Linked DNA regions of Mus musculus: region 2 is linked to region 1. Evidence: chromatin contacts called from public promoter capture Hi-C data. All regions are on one chromosome and are shown on one strand. Each heading gives the region's core, a stretch centred on a gene start, on an enhancer-like site or on the middle of the called end of the contact. The rest is flanking DNA. Distances are from core to core; before and after follow the strand shown. Region 1 holds the start of Abi2 (abl-interactor 2). Region 2 overlaps Gm34649 (a long non-coding RNA gene).

Region 1 (4,160 bases), core at 205-2,704:
TATAAGAGTCTGATCTGATGTTTGTTTTCTTCACCTGTTTGTACCTCATTTCCTGAAACAAGTGCATGTGTCTATACATAACTATCCCCCTCCACACACTTTAGGCTTCTCTTCTTTTTCCACACATAGTTAAACTCAGCTACAAACCCCAGCTCTCCCTTTTGTTTTTAACAAGCTTCTCACACTTAGAACATTCACACTAAGACAGGTGTTTAAAGTGCTGAACAATAGATCCAGGTGGACCACATCATCATTTAAAAATACTGTTTTAGGCTCTGCGGCAAAAGCTCACGCATATTGGTAATGTATTTATCATAAAGCCAACGTAACAACACAGGGTTTACTCCACAAATATGTGAGCGAGTGCATTTGATTTTTTTCTAGGAATGTATAATCGTTCCCTCATCATCTGAAATTTGATCACAGGAGGCCAAGTGACAGCAAGAGCAATAAAAGTTGAAACCACAAATCCTAAACTCTAAACCCCTCTAAGATGGTGGGTGCCCTTTGGGTTTCCACAGAACTAACAAAGATTGTGGTCTTGATATCACAGAAGGTGTCAGTTTTATTTATTTTTTTCAAGTTTCACGGTGTGGGCCAATCATATTTATGAAAAAAGATTAGATATCTGGATAACAAGACCAGGATGAACGTCCTTGAATTTGTAGTACTTAATCTGAAAAAAACGCACGTTTGTCATTGTTCGTTTAATCTTATTCATGCTACAACCATGTGAATAAATAAAATAGTACCAGCAAAACCACCATCGAAATTTTAAAAAAAGTGAAGTGAGGAGGAGGCCCAGGCTGGGCAACCACAGCATGTGGCTGTAATTCCAGTCAGCCCGGTCTATACAGGAGACCATGCCAAGAAGAAAGAGAGGACAGGACAGGGGACGGAAGGGAGTGAATGAATGAATGAATGAATGAACGAACGAATAGGTTTGGGACTAGGTAACTGCAATTTGTAAAGAAGCCGATGAGGTTCAAGGTGGTATTTAGAGCTGCCTGGAAGTTCAGTGGCTCTGCCTGTTCGGATGAGGTGTTATCTTTCACAGAGCTTGTGAAGACACTGTGTCCTCTCCCTAGGCGAGCTTCCTCAGGCAGATGACCTCCGCAGGGTTCCGGCCCCGGGTGAAGTGCAGAGGTGAAGATGGGGGGCGGCGGCGTGAAGCAGCAGGGAGCAGAGGTGCATTCCCGCCCGGCTAACAAAGGCTGCTGAGGACTCCCAGACCCAGGAAGGCCGCGCGGGGCCGAAGGGTTAACCCAGAGCCCCGCTCCCGCGCGCATCCCGGCCCCCGCCCTCCCGTCGCTAGGAGACGCCGGAAGTGGGGGAGGGGCGGCGCGGGTGGGAATCTTTTTCGGGCGCTGGGGGCGGGTGGAGGGGAGCGCGCGTGCGCGCGCCCGTCGCCGCGGTGACCGTCCTCGCGGCCCGTCGGCTCGCGCCCCGCCTCCATTCCCCTCCGCCCCCTCCCTCGTCGCGCGCCGTAGGGTGTGTGTGGGGGGGTAGCCGCTCGCTCCTCCCGATTCCCGCCGCGTCCGCCGCTGCTCCTCCTCTCCCGGGCGTCGCGGCCGCTGCCTCTGCGGGCTGTATGAGGAGGAGTAGGAGGAGGAGGAGGAGGAAGAGAAGGATGTGAAGATGGCGGAGCTGCAGATGCTGCTGGAAGAGGAAATCCCGGGGGGCCGCCGGGCTCTCTTCGACAGCTACACGAATCTGGAGCGGGTGGCCGACTACTGCGAGAATAACTACATCCAGGTGCGATGCGACGCGGCCCCTCGCGCGGCTCGGCGCGGCAGGACGCGGGCTGTGAGGGGCGCGCGGGGCGATGGCGAGCGGGGGAGGCCGCGCGGTGCTCGGTCCAGGGAGCCGCGCCGGGGTAGGGACAGGGCGAGGGCGGCGGCTGCAGGGAGCGAGGGTCGCCACCAGGCCCCAGCAGCCCCGTGCGAGTGACCGGTGCGGTGCCGTGCGGTGCGTGGCGTCCCGCCCCCTCGCCTCTGCCCCGTCGCCCCCGCAGTCCTCTCCTGTCAGTGTTCCGGATGGCGGGGGAGGTGGCGAGTGGCGTTTTCTGTCTAACGGGATCTTGCTCGATGGCAGGCTTGTGTGACAGAGGGATAGGTTACCCCCTGCCCAAATTCCGAGGGACCCCCTTTTTATTAAGGGGTCCTTTTTCTGCAAAGTGAAATGCCTCACTTCTCCATTCCTGCGAATGTACCCTGAAGACAAAACAAAAATTCTTAACCCTTAAGTTTAAACATTTTTAAAATGTAAAAGGGGCATGGTGGAACGGCTGTCTCTTATTGCAAGTTAATACCATTTTTTTTTTCTCCTCCCTGTGGAGAATGGGAAACTGATAATGAGCTGCCTTTCCTTCTCAGGTCTCGTTAGAATAGGTAATTTTCCTTTGGGGAAAAAAGAACTATGACTATTTTCACAAAGAATTAGGGAAACGAACCACATGGTTTAGTTTTTTTCCCATGATGATTGGTTTGGCCCAGGGACTTCAGTGTATGTGTGTGTAGGAAGGTGAGAAGTGTGTGTGGGGCGGGGCATTGGTGAGATGAGAACCAGCTGGTCATGGGATAAATGTAAAAATTTTGTGAAGCAACACTTTAAAAATTAACTCATGGTATGCAAATCCAGTATCTCTTGTTTTCCGTAGGGCTTATACTGAATTACAGGTTGTGTCTACATTTTTTTTACTCCCGTTTAAATTCTTTGGATAAAATGGAATGGAAGCGTGATGCTTAAACTGTTAGCTGTATTTTAATGTTCTTGTCCCTACTCCCGTCCCTGCAGATATCCTTAACAGCAGTTGTATTGAAAACATTCTCAAATCTGAGTATGAATTGGAAAAAAAAAAAAAACCCCAAAAAACCAAAACAAAAAAACCCAGATGCTGCAATTTATAGGATCTTAAGTTTTTTGAGGACCACATTGTTAGTCAAAGACAATGTGCTTAGATTTTATTTGGTTATACACACACTGAACTCTACTATTATGTTGTAAACATTTGTATTGAGAATGAATCAGACATAATTGAATCTTCTCCCCTAAAAAGAAGTGGTGGAAAGTGTGTGTTCAGTAGGAAGAGTGTGTGTGTCTTTGGTCAAAGATTGATCAAAATTCCCCACAAATGTCTGTCAGATACTTTACAAATACAGAGCTATGTAGGAAGCATTCAAAGGTTTTACTGCAGGCTGGAGAGATGGCTCAATGGTTTAGAGCACTGACTGCTCTTCCAGAGGTCCTGAGTTAAGTTTCCAGCAACCACATGGTGGCTCACAACCATCTGTAATGGGATCTGATGCCCTCTTCTGGTGTGTCTGAAGACAGCTACAGTGTACTCATATACATAAAATACATCTTAATCAAAACAAAACAAAGATTTTTATTGCTTATCCTGAACTCTTCTGGGGTTTATAATATAGTTCAAGAGACCGATCTGTGAGCAAATTAAATAGCAATACCATGTACCATCAGCCCTTCTTGTGGGAGGAGGAAATAGTCTTCCTTCTTCTTGTCATTCCCAAACAGTGTAACAACTACTTAACGTGCCATGTACATTTTATTATATAGTATAAATAATGTACAGATTTGAACTCTAGGGGAGGATGTGTGATAGATTGAATGTAAATTTTATGCCATTTTATGTAAAGGACTTCAGTATCCAAGGATGGGGTTGGAGTGGGGATTGGGGTGGGGTGGGAGTGTGTCCTAGAACTAATTCCTATTGGATACTGTGCGACGAGCTAAGTATAGTTAATTTATACTTTGTAGGGAATTGTGGGTAGAAAGGTGATGCTTATTTTCAGGGCGTCACAGCTGCTTGGAGAGGCAAAACCTAAAAGACCCAAAGTGCTAATTGTGTTCCCTTGTGTAACATAGTATGGGAAAGTCTTATCTGTCAGAAGAGAAATTGGGGAGTGGAAAAGTGATTAGATTGCAATTGCAGCCAGCTAATAAGAAAAAGGTTTTTGAAAGATGAATGTTACCATAATTTGAGATTATAATTGCCACATAAAGGGAAAGTACATGAATTGATAAAGTGGAGAGGTGAAAGAGATCACATTGTCTTAAAATTTATAATTCTAGCCTACAGAGTATCAAAGTTGGTGTGTTATTTATACTTATACTTATTCTTTTTTTTTTTTTTTTTTTTT
Region 2 (4,287 bases), core at 1-2,500, 530 kb after region 1:
AAATAAAAAAAAAAAAAATAAACCTCCAGAGTCTTCAGGGATGTTGGGATAATAATTACAAACATTTAATTCTCAGTATGCATCAATACTATCTTAAAGACTTAAAATTGAACTATTTCATTGTCATAAGGCCATTATGAGGCAGAACCATTATTGCATTCACTTGTAAGATAAGAAACTTGAGGCACAGTGTGGGAAATGTATCCGTTGTCAACTCACCTAAGAAGAAGGAGGGGGATGGCTTCACACTGCAGGTAATTCTGGAGGTGTTGGGATAAGCAGGTTGGGCAAGACAAAGGTATGAAAATGTTTTCTTCTTTGCTGTGGGGTTGAGAAAGAGGGTCAGGCATTCCACTGACAGCTACAGCCTCAGTTATTCTGTGGATGTTCAGAGGACTAGAAACACTTCAGAGGCAAGACAGTTTAATGCTAAGTGTGCTAACAGCCTGTGGAATAGTGGTCCCAGGTGTTTTCATCCATGCTTCTCACTTAGAAAACCTTGGGGCCATAGTTTTTCTTTTTCTCATTGCTTCCTTGGAAAAGCAGAGACAATAGTTTCTTGTTAGTCACTTAGTGTCTGCCACTCAGCCCTTTGCATTTGTCTATGAGTAGGGAATTTTTAAAAAAGGACTTTGTGCTTTATTTAGTCGTTGTGTTTAACAATTACTGTTGTGTAACCAACAAAAATCAAATGCCGCTAGGATTTGAAACAGCAAGGAAGCATTCCCATGAGGCATCAGGACTGATATTCAGATAAACTCCAGCATCACAGCTCTGCCTATGAAACCATATACCTTCCCTATATTCTTGCTTTACATCCCAAATTCCAAACTGCATTTACTATTTAAGAGAAAGCAAAAGAACAGGATTTGTAGGTGGGTGGTGAGTTAGTATTTTGAAGCAGTGACTGCCAGTGATCTGAAATGTGCAATCACGTTTTCTGGTCAGTGGAGATGTGGACACCATTGTTTGAAGCGTTTTCTAGCAGAGGGAGGGGGCAGAGAGCTTGCTCTGAGCAGCTGGAGTGTATTCTCTGTATTCATCCCAAGCGACCATTAGGAGGTGTTTAATATTTAGCTGTTTCTCACTATAATACATCCTCTTCCAAATTATCAACAGGGAGAGGTTGAAGCATATTTTTAGCAACATGAAGTGCAATGTGGAAAATCATGAGGACCCGGTGCGGCTGAAAGTCTGTTTCCAATTGGCTAACACCAGAGCATGCCTAGTCATAGCACAGCTGAGCAGAGCCCATGTCTCCCTTTGAAACACAGTGTCCCAGATTTCACAGTCATCCCGGGGCTTCCAAACCATTAACGCCTTCACAGGCATTGTAAAAGCACACACAGCAGCCTTCTGCCTTTAGGGTTAGTTCTCTGGTGATAGGATTACACTCCATAAAGCTTGATCGTTGGAGTCATACAAGGTAAAAGAGCTGGTACACTTTCAGTTCACACCCTGCTGATTCTAATAGTTTTCTGTCTTTATGAATTCAAACTAGCAGAATAAAATGAAGGATGGGAGTCATTCTAGCATTTCAGTAAGTATGCTGGTCATTCGGCAAGCCGACCAACATTATTGAAAGAGGCTCCTGAATGTGATGCACTGTTTCAGGTGCTCCAGTGTCATGTAACGTGCGCAGAATACTATTTAGCGAATGATCTTTGGGATTGGGTTCGCACACAATGTAAAGCAAATTCCAGGTAGAGTTGCTCAGTCTGCCACAAAGGACAACCTTGTGATACTGGAGCTTATTTTGTTATGAGTCCTGATACCTGATGAGAACGTTCCCTCGATGCTTCAAATCCTAGCAATACTTTACACATAGTTTTGTTGATTATGGTATATATGATGCCAATACTACGGAATAGGTCTAGTTCTGAGACAGATTATATATTTAGCAATAGTCTTCATTTTAGTAACCAGCTTCAGATTTTAATTTATGACTGTAAGCTTTATTCTGCTGGGCTAGTGGAAAGAAACCTTAATCTCAGTCCTTTCGGGGTTTCCCCAGGTCTCCAGGACTGTGTCATACTTCTGGGTCTTGTGCAATATTCAGACGCTGGGGTCAGGGGCTGTCATGTCTTCCCACACCTGTCCACTTGCATATCTGTCTTCCTTATCCTTCAAAGATGGTGACTCTTATCCTCTGCCACCATACTTGACTTGGGCAAGGGAGGGGGATGGAGAGGACTGTGTCTGCTCTTGTTTGCCCATGTGTGTCTTTTCTCCAGCTCCCGTTCCTCTCTTCATTCCTTCTAGACAGCACTGCTAGGGACTGAAGCATAGGTCCTTTCTGTTCCTTGACTGACCTCTCTTTATTCCTGACCCCCAAGGGAAGCTGTTTAAAGGAAGAGGAAGTCGTTCTCATTTCGGGCCCTTCAAAGGACTTCCCTAATCTTGAGGGCTTTGGTAGACACAAGGTGAAAAAGACTAATGGGGTAGTTCTACCCCTTTCTCTCACTTTTTCTTCCTCTGAGGCATGGAAGGGCAGGGAAGTTGGGAGACCACCTTCCCTGGAGAGATGGAAAGGGAAAATGGTTGGAAGATAAAGCTATATGTTTATCAAAATATTGCTCCCTAAACCCACATGGATGCAAATATGTGTGCTCATCAAAAGCCAGCCAGCAAGGTGTGGGAGCAAAGAGGTCAGCAGAAAAGCAGAGCCCAGCTCCTATGCAATGGAGAAGGTCCCTTTTGGGTCTGTACAGAGATATGAGCTCTCAGTGGGCTCTTTAAAATTAGGTAGCATTCTGGCAGTTAGTGCCTAGAAATGATTGGTTATGGTAGAATAGCCCAGCAATCAGGGAGAACTGATCAAATGACTTGTGGAAGACTTGAAATAAAGTGTAACTCTGAGTGTATGTATGTATGTATGTATGTATGTATGTATGTATGTGTGTGTGTGTGTGTGTGTGTGTGTGTGTGTGTGTGTGTGAAAGCAGAAAGAAAGGCAAAACTTTCTCTGAAGTAATTATTTCCTTTCAAAATTTTAGACAAATCATGTAGTCTACTGTAAGAATGGAAGTTATCTCTATTTTGGTTATATTCCAGAGCCTTCCTATACTGTAGACATATTTAACAATTCTGTTAATTTTAAAAGGACAGGCTGAAAAAAATACTCTCATTAGTGTTAATACAGTAATACTGAAGTGGCTTCAAAGACCAAACTCATTGTTAACATAACTCTCCTCTGTTTTTGGAAACTGAAGATGTCATCTAAGGACTTAGATGACATCAAATGAATCATTATTATGTTCCCAGACTCAAGCTCAGGCCAGCTGCAGGGCCAGATGTCCCAGTGGTCCCATGGATCCAACCATGCCAGTGTGAAGGAACTAGGAACACAGTGGGAGAGGGAGAGTAGGGGGACTCTAGCTGCTGAAACTCCAGCTGTCAGTGATCCCAGATACAAACACGATTATGATCTGCCTGCCAAAACAATAACACATATTCTAGCCAGAGGTAACAGCCAAGGATCTAACGGCTTGATGAACACATGTGTATTGACTCAGGAGTGTCTAGAAGACACGAGAAGTTCAGTATTTTCTTCACTACGACTTGAAAGGAAGCATTGTGTGAATCTGTAATGACTTGACTCCCAGTGTTATGGACCAGAGAAGCATTGCTATCACTAATAGCAGGTCGGAAATGCAGAGTCCCAGGCCTTAGCTCAAACCTAGTGCATTTCGCACTGAAAAGCATGATGAAAAGGAAATAATGGTAGCTCATAGTACAACCTGAGAACTTGCTGTGGCTGGCACTGGGTGGTGCCTAGAAGATAGGAATGGCAGACCTGGCTCTTCCATTTTTGTCTCCGTGTCCCTTCTTTTAGGCCTCACCTTCTTTGTCTTTAAAACGAGAAGGTTAACATCTGACTTTGGCTTGGGGTTGCAGTGAGAGTCGATTGAGAACACTCACCAGAAAATGCATTATAAAGGCCACACACTTTCCAAACACGGAGAGATAAAAATTATAGTTACTCACATCTACTAAAAATGGAATCGGGCTTTTTTTGACTTGTGAAATGAGTCACAGAGTCATTCTAAGACAATTGTGAAGAGATATGTGACAGACAAGAGACCAGCATAGAATGTTGATTGTAAAAATTGTCTCTTAAAGGCACTATGGAGGGAACTAGCAGTGATTTCTAAGCTGAGTTATTCATTAATGCAGGGACAGCACAACAGATCAGTTGCATCAGGACCCCACATACTGCCTGAGAAGAGCTTTCCATACTCTAAGTGCATCCATGCTTGGGCACGATGGGCAAAGCACTAGACAAGA

What was found. Promoter capture Hi-C pulls out the DNA fragments that hold promoters and counts their contacts.
Region 2: a promoter capture Hi-C map of hippocampal neurons shows a contact between it and region 1, with 5 times the contacts expected there. The contact joins the enhancer-like site here to the promoter of Abi2 in region 1. A contact is called at or near these places in 9 of 39 promoter capture datasets (the 3T3-L1 cell line, 3T3-L1-derived adipocytes, the C10 cell line and 5 more), 2 of 484 Hi-C or Micro-C datasets (the N1E-115 cell line and bone marrow-derived macrophages), 7 of 115 datasets of contacts at active chromatin or transcription factors (the 230-238 cell line, bone marrow-derived macrophages, embryonic stem cells and 2 more) and 2 of 9 other capture datasets (adipose tissue and liver).

The regions. Positions count from the first base shown.
Region 1 is chr1:60,408,165-60,412,324 of GRCm38.p6, forward strand. It overlaps Abi2 (abl-interactor 2), which reads left to right and starts at 1,455. Exons shown (of 12, transcript NM_001198570.1): 1 at 1,455-1,755. The coding sequence starts at 1,639.
Region 2 is chr1:60,935,156-60,939,442 of GRCm38.p6, forward strand. The region is part of intron 9 of Gm34649 (a long non-coding RNA gene); the gene reads left to right. Among named protein-coding and RNA genes, the nearest start is that of Gm34649, 16 kb to the left of the region's middle. Within about 2 kb of position 1,251, at least 55 of the 459 cell types and tissues checked have an H3K27ac peak or open chromatin away from gene starts, as enhancers often do. A contact at or near this core is called in adipose tissue, bone marrow-derived macrophages and hippocampal neurons, where this site is marked.